5 separate regions of the Mus musculus genome follow, and all the other regions are linked to region 3. A link is a contact called in public ChIA-PET and promoter capture Hi-C data. All regions are on one chromosome and are shown on one strand. The core of a region is the stretch at or near the end of the contact, and the rest is flanking DNA. Distances in the headings are between cores, read along the strand shown. Region 1 holds the start of Ube2j2 (ubiquitin-conjugating enzyme E2J 2). Region 2 overlaps Prkcz (protein kinase C, zeta). Region 3 holds the start of Mib2 (mindbomb E3 ubiquitin protein ligase 2). Region 4 holds the start of Cfap74 (cilia and flagella associated protein 74). Region 5 holds the start of 9430015G10Rik (RIKEN cDNA 9430015G10 gene).

Region 1 (2,805 bases), core at 255-2,754, 270 kb before region 3:
GAGGAGTAGGCAAGTATTCTATCACTAGGCTGCATCTCCTGCCTCAAACTTGCTGTTAAGCATATAACACCATACTTATGATTCACTATCTGCTGCCCTATCTGCTCCTCGTCTGCCTCAATCGGAACAGCAGTATCTTTCGTGACTCTCCTAGGGGATGGAAGGTGACAGAAGCAGCCACTCACTGGCAGCAGAAGAGTCTCTTGTCAGTCCCTCATCACCGTGCCAAGGTGGTAGTTCTTTTTCCTTTTGGACATCTCTCTCCCACAACACTCCACACAGGTTAGGTGACGGTGGGGAATTAAGACCTTGGCCTGACAGATGGTCAGAAGGGCACATGACACACCCAAGGCCAGGATTTTCAGGGAGTTTTACCTTCTCCAGGATTACTCCACGGGCTGAAGGAAGCCAGAAGCTCACAATAAACAGCCTTAGCACCACTTTCTCACACACACCGAGAACTGAACTGACGCCGAGTACAGGAAGACAATGATGTTGCAGAGGACTGACTCCAAGTTCTAGGAACCTAGACCTATCTCCGGCTGAAGATCATACGCGGGACTTTATAATGAAATACAATCCTAAAATCCTTTTTCCCCCCCCATTACACACACCTGGCCATGAATAAAGCCCTGTATCACTACTTGCAGAAAGGTACATTCTTATGCACTTGTTAGCTTACAGTGAACTCTGCTCTTTTCTCTTCCTGGTCTATCTGGATCTGATGACGTTGAGAGCTTGACTGAGGTTAAACACACAGCTAAGTGATGATGTCCACTAAGAAGGAAGTGAGGTCACTGGCTGAGAGTCCGCAGTTAGCAGAGGTGGAGAATAAGCATCGGCCGTCCTCACCCCGACCCCCGAAACGGGCCCAAGCCCCACTCTTACTGCCCAAGGTTTTGTTGCATTACCCTCAAGGGCGTAACCGCGGACACGCTCGCCCCTGTTGGGGTCTATTAAGCAGCCTGGGGTTCTAACTGATCGCGATGAAAGGGGGCCACTCAACGGCTACCACCCCACAACAAACTCACGGGATACGTTTTTTTAAAGATCAAACCTGGCTCCTCCTCGGAGTCTTCCGAGCGTCCGTGAGAGAATCCGCCGCGCGGCAAACAAAACCCCTAACCCGCCCCCGACAGGAACCCCGAGCGCCCTCAGTAACCGACCTCGGGTCCGGGCACAGCCGGCGACGTAACCAACGGGACCCGACGTGTGGCGTCCCCGCGTCCCCGCCCGCCGCTGCAGCCGGCTCCGGCGGGGCGAACGAGCGGCCCGAGGCCCCGCGCAGCCCGCGAGCGCTCACCTCTCCCTGAGGCCGCGGCCGCGTTCAGGTTCGCCGTGGTCGAGGCCAGAGCAGGGTGCGGAAGAGTGGGGCCCGCGCCGTGAGCCGCACCCGCGCTGGGACTCGGCCCACCGCACCCGCCGCAAGCAGCCTCGCCGCCGCTACCGCCGCTCAGCCTCCAAGATGGCCGCTCCGGGGACGGCCTAGGCCCGCTTCCGCTTCCGCTTCCGGTGCGCTGTCCGCGGGTGGAAGCGCTCCGCTAGGCAGCTTGGTGGAGGCTCCACTGTCAGTTCCTAGCTGGCTCAGGTCAGTCTCGGGTTTTTGGCTAATGGTTGTGTCCGGCTACTGCGCAAAGGGTTGCTGACGCGTGCGCACTAGAGAATAGCTCGGGGGAGGGGGTTGTGGCTCCTGTGTCGGGAAACTGGGCTAGACACTCCCAAGACTTCGTACTGTCTGGCCGGCACTCCAGGAACCAGTAAGTGGCTGCAGAAATCCCGCAGTGCTCCCGACCCCAAATCAGGGCCAGTCAGGGAGGCCAGCCCCAGAGAAAAGATGACCCATGAGTTCACAACGAATTAGGGCCACCGGCCACCTTCTGGCCCAGGATGCACTCTTGTCTGCTCTAAACACAGTTAAATTCCGAGCTGGAGGTTCACTCAGTTCTCCCTCGCTGCCCCTATAGCCACGAAGATCCCCGTGTACGGAGCCAATGATGGGCATAGGCGTATCCCGCACTCCAAGCCCGCGGCAGACCCCCAGCCCCGGGAACAGCCGTCCTCATAAAAAGAGTCCCTGTGTTTCCGCACCAAGTTTCCCAATCAGTTCTTGAATACCATCTTTATGCTCGAGGACATTGCTCTAAGACGGGTTTCCCCTCTCCCTCCGCCTCCTTCCTGGCCCTGGGGAGGGGAGGCGGTACAGCTTGGTCTTTTGGCCAGACTATCTGGCTGGTGCTGAGACAGGAGGCTGCCAGTAGGGATGTTCTAAATACTAGTTTGGGCCCTGACAGCTGGAGAATCTGGGCTGAGGAGGCTGATAGAGATCCAGACTTCTCCAGCTCTCCCTGCACACACTGCTGCCTCACTGTTGCATTCCTAGAATCGAATGCTAAAGTTTGTTCTTATGTTGGTGAGATAACATCACACACACACACACACACACACACACACACACACACACACACACACACCCTGCGTCCTTGACCCAGCACCTTCCCTTCATTTGCCTGTGAACTCTGTGTACAGGTTCCAGAAAGCCAAGTCAGATGTGGTAGGTGTCAGTATTCCGGGTTACAACACACTGGAAGAGAGACACTGCAGGATGAATTAAGGATTCTTAGCAGCAGGAGGCTCAGCCTTTGCAGGACTGAATCCAGAATCCACATTGCAAAGCCTATATATTGTTACACAACAGGCATTTTTAGACCCGGGCGGTGGTGGCGCATGCCTTTGATCCCAGCACTGGGAAGGCAGAGGCAGGCGGATTTCTGAGTTCAGTCTACAAGGTGAGTTCCAGGACAGCCA
Region 2 (2,720 bases), core at 103-2,602, 350 kb after region 3:
TAGCTTATGCCCTTTCGGGCTGAAGGCTCAGAGAGCAGCGGAGGCATGTCACTGTCAGCTTTTGCAATGTGCTATCCTAGCTCTAAAAAGATTTCCAGAGTTCTCCGGTCATCCTCCCAACCCCACAGTCACGAGGAAGGACTGCCCCTGAGGTGAGAGCAATTATCCAAGATGTGAGTCTGCGCCTGGAGCAGGAGACTGTCTCACGTGAGCCAGACTGCTCCCCTCAAGCAACAAGAACTTCTCCATCCTCACCTTGCCGAGTCAGAACCAAGATAATGATCAGCCAGACCACACCCCACCAGAACAGCTTAATTATACGTGTCTTTTGCCCCTGCCCTACTTAAACCTAAAGCTATGACCTTGACCTGGAGATAGCTTGAGGTCCCTGTTTCTCTTTGAGGTTATCTGTTTCTCTCCCCAGTGTGCATTTTTATTAAATCTCTGTTTACTTGTGTCTGCACTTAGCATACCAGGACAGCCGGCCATGCCTACCCTGCTAGGGCTCCCAAAGCCACAGCTTTTTCCTGGAACTCCAGTCAGATTTCTACTCTGCTGTCATTACTGGGCACACAAACAAGGAAGATTGTGACTTGTGATTTTGCTTGAGACGTGGACTCATGGGCCAGCTGATTGATGGTCCTCTCCTAGGCCCCACGGTACCCAGAGCAAGTGCCTAGATCCCCAGTATCACTGCAGCATTTGCATATTAGTCGTTTGTATTGTAGAAAAACACCCCAAGAAAGCAACTGATGGAAGGACAGTGTACATTGGCTCCCAGTTTGAGAGAACACTGTGTCATATTTGGGAAAATGTAGCGACAGGAACCTAAGGCAGCTGGTCACATTGTATCCAGTCAAGCAGGAACCTGAAGCAGCTGGTCACATTGTATCAGGTCAGGAAAGGGAGAGCGTCAGACCGCTGCCTGCAACTCAGTCCACTCTCTCCAGGACCTTAGCCTACTGAATGATGCTGCCCACATTTGGGGTAAGTCTTCCTACCTCAGCCTAACTTAGGAAATCCCTCACAGATGTGCCCAGAGGTTTGTTTCCAACCTAAATCATGTCATTTAGAATCATCAAGAGATTCTAAATCACATCAAGTTGACAATCAAGGAATATTCCACATGTTCCATTGCACCCAACTGAACCTTCTCCTATGTTCTTGTGGTCCTTCTCTTTGATCTAGTGAGAGTATTTATTTATTGCCTGACAGTTATGGCTGTGGCCAGGGCTTGGTCCACTGCCTGGAGTTCCCTGAGTAAATATTGTCAGGGGAAGGGGCATCCAAGTCAGAGAGGCCAGAGTGAGACTTCACCTGGACCGAATCTCTGGCCTTTAGACTCCTGCCTCCCAGAGCACTTGCCTAACGGAGCTATGGTGGCCATGAGTCTGTCTCTGCGACTGTCTCTGAGGGCAGTATTATGGCTCTCTATCCTTATCTCACCTATTTGGCTTTGTCTCTCTTATCCAATCTGGTGGTGTTGGACTCAGTGTGCCCAGGAGGTACAGGACAGCATCTTAGGTCTCAGTGTTCTGATGACATCAGAGGCTGATTTTTATTCAAAGTAGCTGCTGCCAAGCAGCTAAGAATAGGAGTGCCCCTGTCTGGCTGACCCTACTTCTGCACACTCTGACCTTGGGCAAATAACCTTTGTACTCTGAGCCTCATGTGTGAACACAAATAACTTAATTGATTGGGATTCCTAAGGCTCAAGTGAAACAATGTGTAAAAGTGCCCAGCCCCAAGCCAGTCTTTAATTAAAACTTGTCCCCAGTGCTTGGGGTCATCTACCCCCAAGGCACTTCACAATAATTCCAAAGTAAAACCAGACCTGCGATGTTGAAATAGTGGCTGTGGGGCAGCTAGCTACACTTGGGGTACAGAATGGGGTGGTGGGCACATGGGAATCTGCTCATTTCCACAGTAAGAGGGGAGAGGGGCTGCGGATGTCAGGCAAGTCCACCCTGACCCTGCTGTGATCACAATCCCTAACCAAGTTACCATGTAGTCCCAGGATTGTTCAAAACAGGTTCCTGGGGTGCTGAACTCTCCCCGAAACTGGATGTTCATGGGCCAGGCTCGCTTGTGGGCTGGACAGGGGCTTCTATGCTGGAAGCTGCTATTTCTACAGATATTACTTACGTACTGTAGCATTTGGGCTGGGAGAAAAATTAACTTGCTATAGGCATGCAGAATTACACTATGCAGGTCATCACAGAGGTTGGAACAAACAGCGAGTAGTTTTGACACTGTGTCTCCAGCAGCATCCTGACTGACAGAGGGCAGGGCTGTGGTAAGTGCAGGTACACAGGCAGCAAATTCCGATCTCCTTTTCCAACACTTTGCATGTGTGTGGGGTGGGCTAGGGAGGGTAGTAGGTAGGTAGGTATTTGCACCATTCCCAGTAGGGCACACTCCAGATGTGCCTCAGGCTTGACATGATAAATAAAGCTGCATCCAAGGACAGATACAAGTCACAGCTGAGAGATGGCAGGTGTTAATTTCCAACATCGGGTCTCCACTCCTGGCCCTAGAACAACTTCTGGTCAGTTCGATGAAAGTGTCTGAAGCTGCTGCAGGTGCTACCACATCGTTCCACTCAGCCGGCAAAATGGAGCCTGATCCTCGAGGTGGTAGTAGAATGCTTGCTGCTGTGACCTAGGGGTTTCAGTGCTCTGGACCTGGCCGTTACACTGCCACTTCTGCTTTGTCGCTTA
Region 3 (2,767 bases), core at 174-2,673:
GGCTGGGGCTGAAAGAGACTAGACTTCGAGAGAAATTAATGGAGACCAAGACATGATTCTGTTCAAGGCCCGCCAGTTTACTAAGAGAGTGTGCTCATAACAGGGAAGGCCCATCCCCTGCCAGTCCATTTCTGGTGTCTGGAGCCAGCCTGTAGGCGACTTGCAGGATAGGGTGTTCTTCAGGTATATCTCAGCGGCCTCTCAGCAGGTAGCAGTGTCTTGGAGGAGCAGTGGCAGGTGGCAGAACAATAGAGCCATCTAGGCAGGAAGGCTCCACCCCAGGTAATCTCCCTAGTGGCCTCAAGGTCAAGGTCTGGATCAGCTTGTTTCAGGCTGGGGGAGGTTACAGCTTATGGCACTGGTGTCCCCTCCCTCAACAAAAATAAATAAATGTAAAGAAAAGAACAAAGAACAATTACGATTGTGCCGGAATAGACTGGGTTCATATGTGGTAGTGTGCAGCAGTGGAATACACCTAGACAGCAAGCTGGTGAGGGGACAGTTACAATACATATGGAGGTAACTTGCACATGGGGGCAAAGCTTGTGGGGAGAGTTGCTGGAGAACTATGTTGTTGTGGTCTGAGGAACTTCATAGAACTGTCTAATACATGTAAATCAAGGCAGTATACTGTTTATAAACACAAAGGCCAGGATGACTGCTTGTTAACTTTATGCCTGTAGGACTAAAATCAGTAGCTGGGTAGGGGGTTGCTCAGTAGGTCTGAGTTGATTCCCACCCCGCTCCAGATAGAGGATAGGAAAACAAAAGAAAAAAGATGGGCGCAACTCTGATTATAAAATAAATTAAGTCGTGCAGGGTGTGGTAGTGCATGCTTTAATTTCCAGCACTCTCGAGGCAGAAGCAGGTGGGGCTCCATGAGCTCGGGGTCAGCAGGATCAACATAGTGAGGCCCAGGCTATGTTGCAATATGTTGCTACACGTTGCTACATAGTGAAACCTTATTTCAAAAAGAAAAAAAAAAGCCAAAAGAATTACTTTGGATGCGTTTTCGCTACATCTCTGGAAACCCCACCCATTTCAGGCAAGACGTCACCCGAAACTTCTGTCTCCAAGGCAACAGAGAGCGTCCTGGGAACTAGTACTGCGCAGGAGACCTGTGCAGGGCTGGCTCCGCCCACACGCACTTCCGGGTGCGACTTTGCGCCCATCCCCTTTCAACGCTCCCTCTCTGTTCCAAGAATGCCGAGACGCAGGCATTTCCAGTTTCTTCTTTAGAGAAACAGAGCTCCCGCTGACCATGCATAACGCGTCCGTCGGTCCCTTTGCTACCAGACCAGACGTGTACGTCATGCTCGGGGTGCCTTGGTAGCTATAAGCCCCGCCCCCTGACCCTAAGCATAGTGCGTCACGCGCAGAGCCTCCTGGGAGTCGTCTGTCCCGCCCCCGGGCTGGCTCTGCAAACTACAGCTCCCGGCAATCTGTGCGGCGCCCCGCGACTGTAGTCGGGGAGCCGTGGTGGGGCTCCCTGGTGGGCTAGCGCAAGAGAGGCGGCCTTGCTAAACACTGTTAGGGGGCGGAGGACGGCGGGCTGCAGCTGGCGTCTCGGTGGCGAGCCGAGGCTCCACTGTCAGCCTCTGCGCTGCTCAGGGGCGGGTATTCCTGGGCCGAACGAGCGCGGAAACTCTTGGCAAGTGGGGGGCCGGGCCGGGCGTCCTCCCAGCGACGGGGGCGGTGGCACGGGGCCTAGGGGTCCTGATCGTCCTGACGGGGCTGCGGTTTTGTTGGCTGACCTCGGCCCTTCAGCGCGACGGGCTTTTGGTGCTTCTCCCCCTGGACCCAGCTCGTGCCCGTTGCGCGTTCTCGGTGCGTGGGGGTGATGCAGCGTGTCCCAGCCACCAGACCCATGGGAGCTTTTTAAGGCGACCAGCGGCCTCTGTCCCTTCTCAGATGTTAACTGCGTCTCAGCACCCCTGGCCATAGGTTTGGATCTCCTGGGGCTTTCAGAGAGGAAGGTCAGCACGGCGGAGGCCAGTCCCAAGTCTCCAAGCATCAGGGCTCCTGCCCGATTCTCAAGGCGGGTGGGGGACACTGGACCTCCAGACAGGTGAGCGCTTGACAGTTCGGGTTTGGTTTGTTTCTCTTGAGGATGCCGTCTGATGTGTCAGGGTTTGTGTTTCTGTTTAAATGTGCTTGAGTGGACTGGGCAGTGAGAAATCGTCCTTTCTGCCTCCTTTGGGTTCAGAACCAATAAGAAAAGCAGAGATGCCAGGAAGGCTCTTAAGGAGCTAGTGGGCTTGGGGACAGAGCAAGATTGGCTGCTTATAGAATGTCTCCTGGCTATATATTCCACTGTGGCCTGTTGCTTCTGATGCAACAAGTATCTGAATGTCATTATCCCACCCAAGGTCAGCCCTAGGCAGGGTGGTGAACCCCAAGCTACAGTGTACCTAGAGTTCCCCAGAGATTAGTAGCCATGATACCCCTGAACCTTAATGATGTCCCCCAGCAGATGTCTTGGTGCAGGGTAGATCTGGTTTCCTGGCCTCTGTGTCTTCAGTTGACATTCTTGTTTGATTCTACTAGCATCTAGGACATCCACCTGCCTAGTAGGGGCCTCTGATGAACCAGTTTTGTTAGACATTTTTCAATTCAACAGTATCTCCGACACCACCAGAGGTATAGGGAGATATACTCGAGTCCTGAATCCTCTCTATGTCATGTAGTTTTATTCATTTGAATAAAGGCAATCTGCTAACTTTTATACTATAACATGACTTAATTTTTTTTTAAAGATTCATTTATT
Region 4 (2,700 bases), core at 103-2,602, 260 kb after region 3:
GGATTGGGACGTTGGGTGTCCCTGGGGCCACTGTACTGCCTGTTCTATCTTTTCTTCTGAGAGGACAGCCCTCTCCTTAGAGAGGGCTGCAGAAACTCTCACTTGTCACAGGAGTTTTCCAGGGTTGCCATAACAAAGTGCTCCAACTTGAATTCTTTACACAACAGAAATGTATTCTGTCAGTCTTGAAGCTCGTCTTATTTATTTTAAAGACAAGAAGGGGAGGGCTTCAAGCTGGGTGTGGTGGCACAGGCCTTTTAGTCCCAGCACTCGGGAAGCAGACGTAGGTACATCTCTGAGTTTGAGGCCAGCCTGGTCTGCAGAGCAAGTTCCAGGACAACCAGGACCATACAGAAAAACCCTTTCTCAAAAACCAATCAAACCATTAACAAAAACTACTGTTCAGGAATAAATTTCTAATCTAAGATAAGCAAAGGTGTGCGGTTACACACGAGGAGAAGTGAGAATCACGGGTTTGTTCATAGTTAACCAGGAGAGGAGGGTACTATGTTATGGGTGAAGACAAGATTCTATTTATTGGCTTGGGTGGGCTTTTGATAAATTGTTTGATAATCAGTTCTTAAATTGTACACAAGAAGGTAGGCATCATTTGTTTGAAGACAATATTCATCAATGAATACCTGAGCAGTCTACTCATTACCTAGCTCACATTACTTACTAGTCCACTCATTACTTGGCCCACAGCACACCTTCATTCAGGGTGTATTTTGCTAAGCATTTTTACCCAGATAAGGGAGTCATTTTATGGAAAAATCAAGCTAAGGAGGCCTATCCACTTGCAATGAAGGGTTTTGTATTTAAAGCCAGGCTGGAACAGCGGGAGGTGACTCTTACTTTCAGCTCTCAGACTGATGCCTGGCTCTTCACCAGCAGGATTGATGCTGACGCTTCATAGGCTGTGGTAACCACGTGACTCACCGCCACGTGTCCACGCAGAAAAGTTACCCCTTGTTCAGCGCATCCTCAGTGCAGCCCCAAGGCTGAAGTCGCCAGTACCCACCTCTCTGGGCAGCCCAGTGATGTCCCTCAGCGATGAGACTTCAGCAAAGGTCCCCCAAGAGTGGGCTGCACTGTTGGCAAACCTCCTCAGGAACGGCTCCTCGGTGGTGGTCCCTCAGCAGCAACAACCTCTCAAGAATGGTCCCTGGCGACTGCCCCTTAGCAACAGCTCCTCACAAATGACCCCTAGAAAGTGGTCCAGTAACTAGGTCGCCTCCCAGAAACAGATCCTCGGCGACGGTTCCTCAGCACTGGCCCCCGCAGAATCAGTTCCTTAAGCCGCTAGACCATGGCCTCTTAACGGCCCGACTGCCCCCAGCCACCGTGGGTCTGAGGCTGCGTAGTTTGGGCGCGCAGCTCCATGGCAACGGAAGGCTGCTTTGGGGTAGCGGGCGGGGCTGAGGCTGCGGAGGGAGAGCTTGTGCGCAGGCGTAGTGCAACAGCGGGGGTAAAGTGGGACGAGCATCGCGGAGGGCAGAGTCAAAGCTGACTGTTGCCCAGACGATTCTCCTGGAGACTGGGGCAGGTGCTCGAGAACTTGTCTAAAGCCAGTTGAAACTTGGGTCAACTGCTTACTTAAAAGACCATTTACGCAGAAGTTAGGATCTCCTGCGTCTCTTGGATCTGAATTCTGGCTCTCCCAGGGCTTTGCAGCCTGTGTTGTGCCCTCTAGGTGGTGACATCTGACTCCTCTGGATAACTCACAGGACTCTTTGGATTGTTTTTGGTCGTTTAAGTTGGCGTGGTCACTAGTCCGGGCAGGAGGTGGGCTCAACAGTGGACAGGACATGTTCCCTTTCCTCAGAGTCGCAGGGATGACTGGCAACTCCTGTAGTTTTGTCTTGGAGATGGAGAACCTTCAGCGTTAAGAAGTCCTCAAAATAATACAGAGCCTGTGGAAATGTCAGTGGAGATTGGTGGGGGGTACCTCTGCACTCCCTTCAGATACTTTGCCTGTGAAATACCACTGCAATACTGTATAGGTGTGTGTGTGGCTGGGGATCGAACCCAGGTGTTCTATAAGTTTAGAGCTTTGTGTATGGAAGCCGGATGTCCTAGTAAAGCAATTTGGGAAAGATAGCCAGTTGGTTTGTAACCTTTAGCTGAGGGAGAATGTGAACTGGGCCTCCTACTCTGGGTTGACCCTGGTATATGGCTGAGCAGAGAGGGTTGTGAAGTAACCATATCCAATACTAATATTTGTGGTATGAAGTATAATCCCCACTATAGTAAAATAAGTGAATAAATTGGTCTTCTCTTTCACGTTGCCTCAAATATTTGTTTACAGGGACAAAACTCTGACTAACACATGTAATTTTCTCTGGGGTATACTATACTCCTCTGTTAGGCTGGCCAAGCCTGTCAGGTATACATTAGGTTTGCCTCCCTTCCACTTTTTTTGTTTTGTTTTGTTTTTTGAGACAGGGTTTCTCTGTGCAGCCCTGGCTGTCCTGGAACTCACTCTGTAGACCAGGCTGGCCTCGAACTCAGAAATCCACCTGCCTCTGCCTCCCAAGTGCTGGGATTAAAGGCGTATGCTACCATGCCCGGCTCCCTTCCACTTTTATCTCAATATGCCAGTTGGGAATCAAGAACCAAAGGATTTCTCAGTTCAATTCTTCTTCTTCTTCTTCTTCTTCTTCTTCTTCTTCTTCTTCTTCTTCTTCTTCTTCTTCTTCT
Region 5 (2,702 bases), core at 88-2,587, 440 kb before region 3:
TCTCAAACTATGTAGTAGATGATGTCTTTCAAGCTGATTTTCTTTTGAGATAGATTCTCATCATTAGGTAGCTACACAAGGAGTAGCATTGTTGAATACCTGTTCTTACCCACTATCCTGGAGCCTGGAACTCAAGAGATTTGCCTGCCTCTGCCTCCGAGGTGCTGGGAATGTGTGCCACCATTGCCTGGTAGCAATGTTCTTTTAATGAGTTACCTTATAGATCCAAATTAACATGAACAAATGCAAGCCAGTTCCGAAAGGTTGTGACAGATGCTGCTAGTGGACAAAAGAGCTCACCTAAGATGAGTTAAACTCATCAAGATATGTGCTTGCTTTGTTTTGGGGAAGATTATTAAGGCCAGGATATGGAAGTCAAGAAAAGAAACTATTAGCCGAGTTACGGGGCCACATGCCTTTAATCCCAGCCTAGTCTACAGAATGAGTTCCAGGCCAACCTGTCTCAAAAAAAGAAAGAAAAGGAAGGGGGGATGGGGGGGGGTGGAGAAAGAAACTATCTGCATAATTCAGATCTGTAGTTCCTTCTACGAGCTTCTAAAAATAAAAACGGACTCAAATTATTGTCTAGCTCTTAACGTAGTTACCAAACTATGTTTGTAACCTGGCTCAACCTGGTGAAGCCAACCCATGACTTTCTTGCGGGATTTATTGTAGAGGAGAAGCAAAATGTGAGAAAGCCCCAGATTCAAATCCTGCCCCCACCCCACCTCGGCCACACACAGCACCACAAACCCACAAATTAAAAACAAAACAAAACAAACAAACAAACAAACAAAAAAAAACAGTTTTGCCTTCTTTGTACACTGCAGTGAGACTAAGAAAACCCAACAAGATTACGAGACAACGGCAGGGGTTACATGGCCAACCCCTTTCCCAAAACAATAAAAAAACAAAATACTGGGCTAAGTTCGACACCTTTACATTTAATGCGCCGAAACGCGGGAGGATGTGTAACTCGCTGATATAGTGGCTCTCACGGCAAAGTCCTCAAGAAGAGCACATCCCGCGGGAGGACCTCGCCCCCTTCACGACACCAACCCATCTCCCACGTCCTCCACCTCCGTGCAGCTCGCGGTCCATGTCCCCTGCAACCTCCCCGTCCCTCCATCCACCACGCTCCACTCCCGGCTCCGTCCGTACCGCCTCCTCACTGACAAGATGGCAGGCAGCGAGGGAGGCGCTGCCCCGCTAGGCCCTGCATTAGTCTCAGAGTCCCAGAGTCTGCGCTACCCGCGGCCTTTACGGCGTCGCTGCAGCCGCCACCTCCGCCAGAGCAGGGCCCTCACTCACCACTCGCCAGCCGAGCTCCTTTCGTACCGGCCGCCCTGCGCGCGCCCCGCGAGCGTCTCTGGGATTTGTAGTCTCTGGCCCGCCCCCGCCCAGGCCGTGGCGAGGGCAAAAAAACTACAACTCCTAGCGGCCCCTTCGCCCAAGTGCGTTTACCCAGGATTCCGTCCTGGCAGCGGGTTTGCGTTCCCAGCGCTGACTGGGAAATGTAGTCCAAGAGGACTTGAGCCTAGGGAGGGAAGGAAACGACTACATTCCCCAATAGTTCTAGGGGCGGCCAATCATCGTAGTCCTTGTTAGGTGGCCGGCCTTGGTTCTAAGCAAGGCTATGGAGTGTAACGTCCGCCTCGCTCCAAGAGGGTCACAAAAGAATTCAAAGCTGGAGCCGGGTGTCGGGGCGCACGCCTTTAATCCCAGCACTGGAAGGCAGAGACAGGCGGATTTCTGAGTTCGAGGCCAGCCTGGTCTACAAAGTGAGTGCCAGGGCTATATAGAGAAACCCTGTCTCAAAAAAAAAAAAAAAAGAATCAGAACTGCCAATCAAGGCTATGGTAGCCTTTGAAATATTTAACTGGCTATAGTTCGTGATTTGGCTAGCCCCATTTCAAGATGAAGACAAAGTTCAAATTCATTCTTTTGTAAAAATCGGGACTTTCTAATACATCTTTGGCGTGTCTGCTTAGGGAGCTGGACTCTGGTTCCTCCCAAATGGGAAGCCACACCCACTCTTAAGCCGAGCATGGTGCCTCTGGGGTCACCAAGTGGAATGCTTAGGAGGAGTCTTGTCTCTGGGCTGCCTGATCGCCCCGGCCTCTCACTTTGGAGGCCTCGGGTACTTAGGCTTCTTCACAGAAGCTAAAACTCCATGGACGCCCCACAGTAACACAAGGAGGAGGCACTGTACTTTTTTTTTTTTTAAAGATTTATTTATTATTATATGTAAGTACACTGTAGCTGTCCTCAGACACCCCAGAAGAGGGCGTCAGTTCTCATTATGGATGATTGTGAGTCACCATGTGGTTGCTGGGATTTGAACTCAGGACTTTCAGAAGAGCAGTCAGTGCTCTTACCCACTGAGCCATCTCACCAGCCCTGGCACTGTACTTTTTGAAAGCTTACATCTTCTCTGAAGTGAGGTAGAACCACTAGACCGCCCCTGGAAAAGAGCAAAACTGTGTGCACCAGGGCTCTGTTTTGAACAAAGATTAGAGAGTATCTGTCAGGCTTGGTCCTGTTTTTTTCACCCTGCTCTCTGCTAGGCCTTCCTCACTTCCTCATGACCTCAGTTTCTCTGATCTGGTAGAGCTGGTCAGACAACTCAGCATTCTTTGCACCACCGCGATTTACTCCTCTCTGGAATTCTACCCTAAGGCCCAGTGGATCTAAGAATAAAG

What was found. Promoter capture Hi-C pulls out the DNA fragments that hold promoters and counts their contacts. ChIA-PET counts read pairs in DNA pulled down with a chosen protein or histone mark. Capture Hi-C pulls out chosen DNA fragments and counts their contacts.
Region 1: a contact with region 3 is called in an RNA polymerase II ChIA-PET map of memory CD8 T cells, with 59 read pairs. The contact joins the promoter of Ube2j2 here to the promoter of Mib2 in region 3. A contact is called at or near these places in 3 of 39 promoter capture datasets (liver, pre-B cells and stem cell-derived epiblast-like cells), 1 of 484 Hi-C or Micro-C datasets (embryonic stem cells), 2 of 115 datasets of contacts at active chromatin or transcription factors (effector CD8 T cells and memory CD8 T cells) and 1 of 9 other capture datasets (adipose tissue).
Region 2: a promoter capture Hi-C map of liver shows a contact between it and region 3, with 4 times the contacts expected there. The contact joins the enhancer-like site here to the promoter of Mib2 in region 3. A contact is called at or near these places in 5 of 39 promoter capture datasets (the C10 cell line, cranial neural crest, hippocampal neurons and 2 more), 1 of 484 Hi-C or Micro-C datasets (cerebellum) and 1 of 115 datasets of contacts at active chromatin or transcription factors (embryonic stem cells).
Region 4: a contact with region 3 is called in a promoter capture Hi-C map of adipose tissue. The contact joins the promoter of Cfap74 here to the promoter of Mib2 in region 3. A contact is called at or near these places in 7 of 39 promoter capture datasets (the 3T3-L1 cell line, the C10 cell line, cranial neural crest and 3 more), 1 of 115 datasets of contacts at active chromatin or transcription factors (memory CD8 T cells) and 2 of 9 other capture datasets (adipose tissue and pancreatic islet).
Region 5: a promoter capture Hi-C map of liver shows a contact between it and region 3, with 7 times the contacts expected there. The contact joins the promoter of 9430015G10Rik here to the promoter of Mib2 in region 3. A contact is called at or near these places in 5 of 39 promoter capture datasets (cranial neural crest, erythroid cells, liver and 2 more), 2 of 115 datasets of contacts at active chromatin or transcription factors (embryonic stem cells and memory CD8 T cells) and 1 of 9 other capture datasets (adipose tissue).

Annotation. Positions count from the first base shown.
Region 1 is chr4:155,942,512-155,945,316 of GRCm38.p6, reverse strand. Ube2j2 (ubiquitin-conjugating enzyme E2J 2) reads right to left here and starts at 1,504. Exons shown (of 8, transcript NM_021402.6): 1 at 1,167-1,504.
Region 2 is chr4:155,322,158-155,324,877 of GRCm38.p6, reverse strand. The region is part of intron 4 of Prkcz (protein kinase C, zeta); the gene reads left to right. Among named protein-coding and RNA genes, the nearest start is that of Prkcz, 38 kb to the left of the region's middle. Within about 2 kb of position 1,352, at least 12 of the 459 cell types and tissues checked have an H3K27ac peak or open chromatin away from gene starts, as enhancers often do. A contact at or near this core is called in liver, where this site is marked.
Region 3 is chr4:155,667,875-155,670,641 of GRCm38.p6, reverse strand. Mib2 (mindbomb E3 ubiquitin protein ligase 2) reads left to right here and starts at 1,423. Exons shown (of 20, transcript NM_001369164.1): 1 at 1,423-2,068.
Region 4 is chr4:155,407,892-155,410,591 of GRCm38.p6, reverse strand. Cfap74 (cilia and flagella associated protein 74) reads right to left here and starts at 1,352. Exons shown (of 39, transcript NM_001368738.1): 1 at 1,022-1,352. All of the region lies in intron 2 of 5830444B04Rik (RIKEN cDNA 5830444B04 gene), which reads left to right.
Region 5 is chr4:156,108,633-156,111,334 of GRCm38.p6, reverse strand. 9430015G10Rik (RIKEN cDNA 9430015G10 gene) reads right to left here and starts at 1,337. Exons shown (of 10, transcript NM_177205.1): 1 at 1,162-1,337.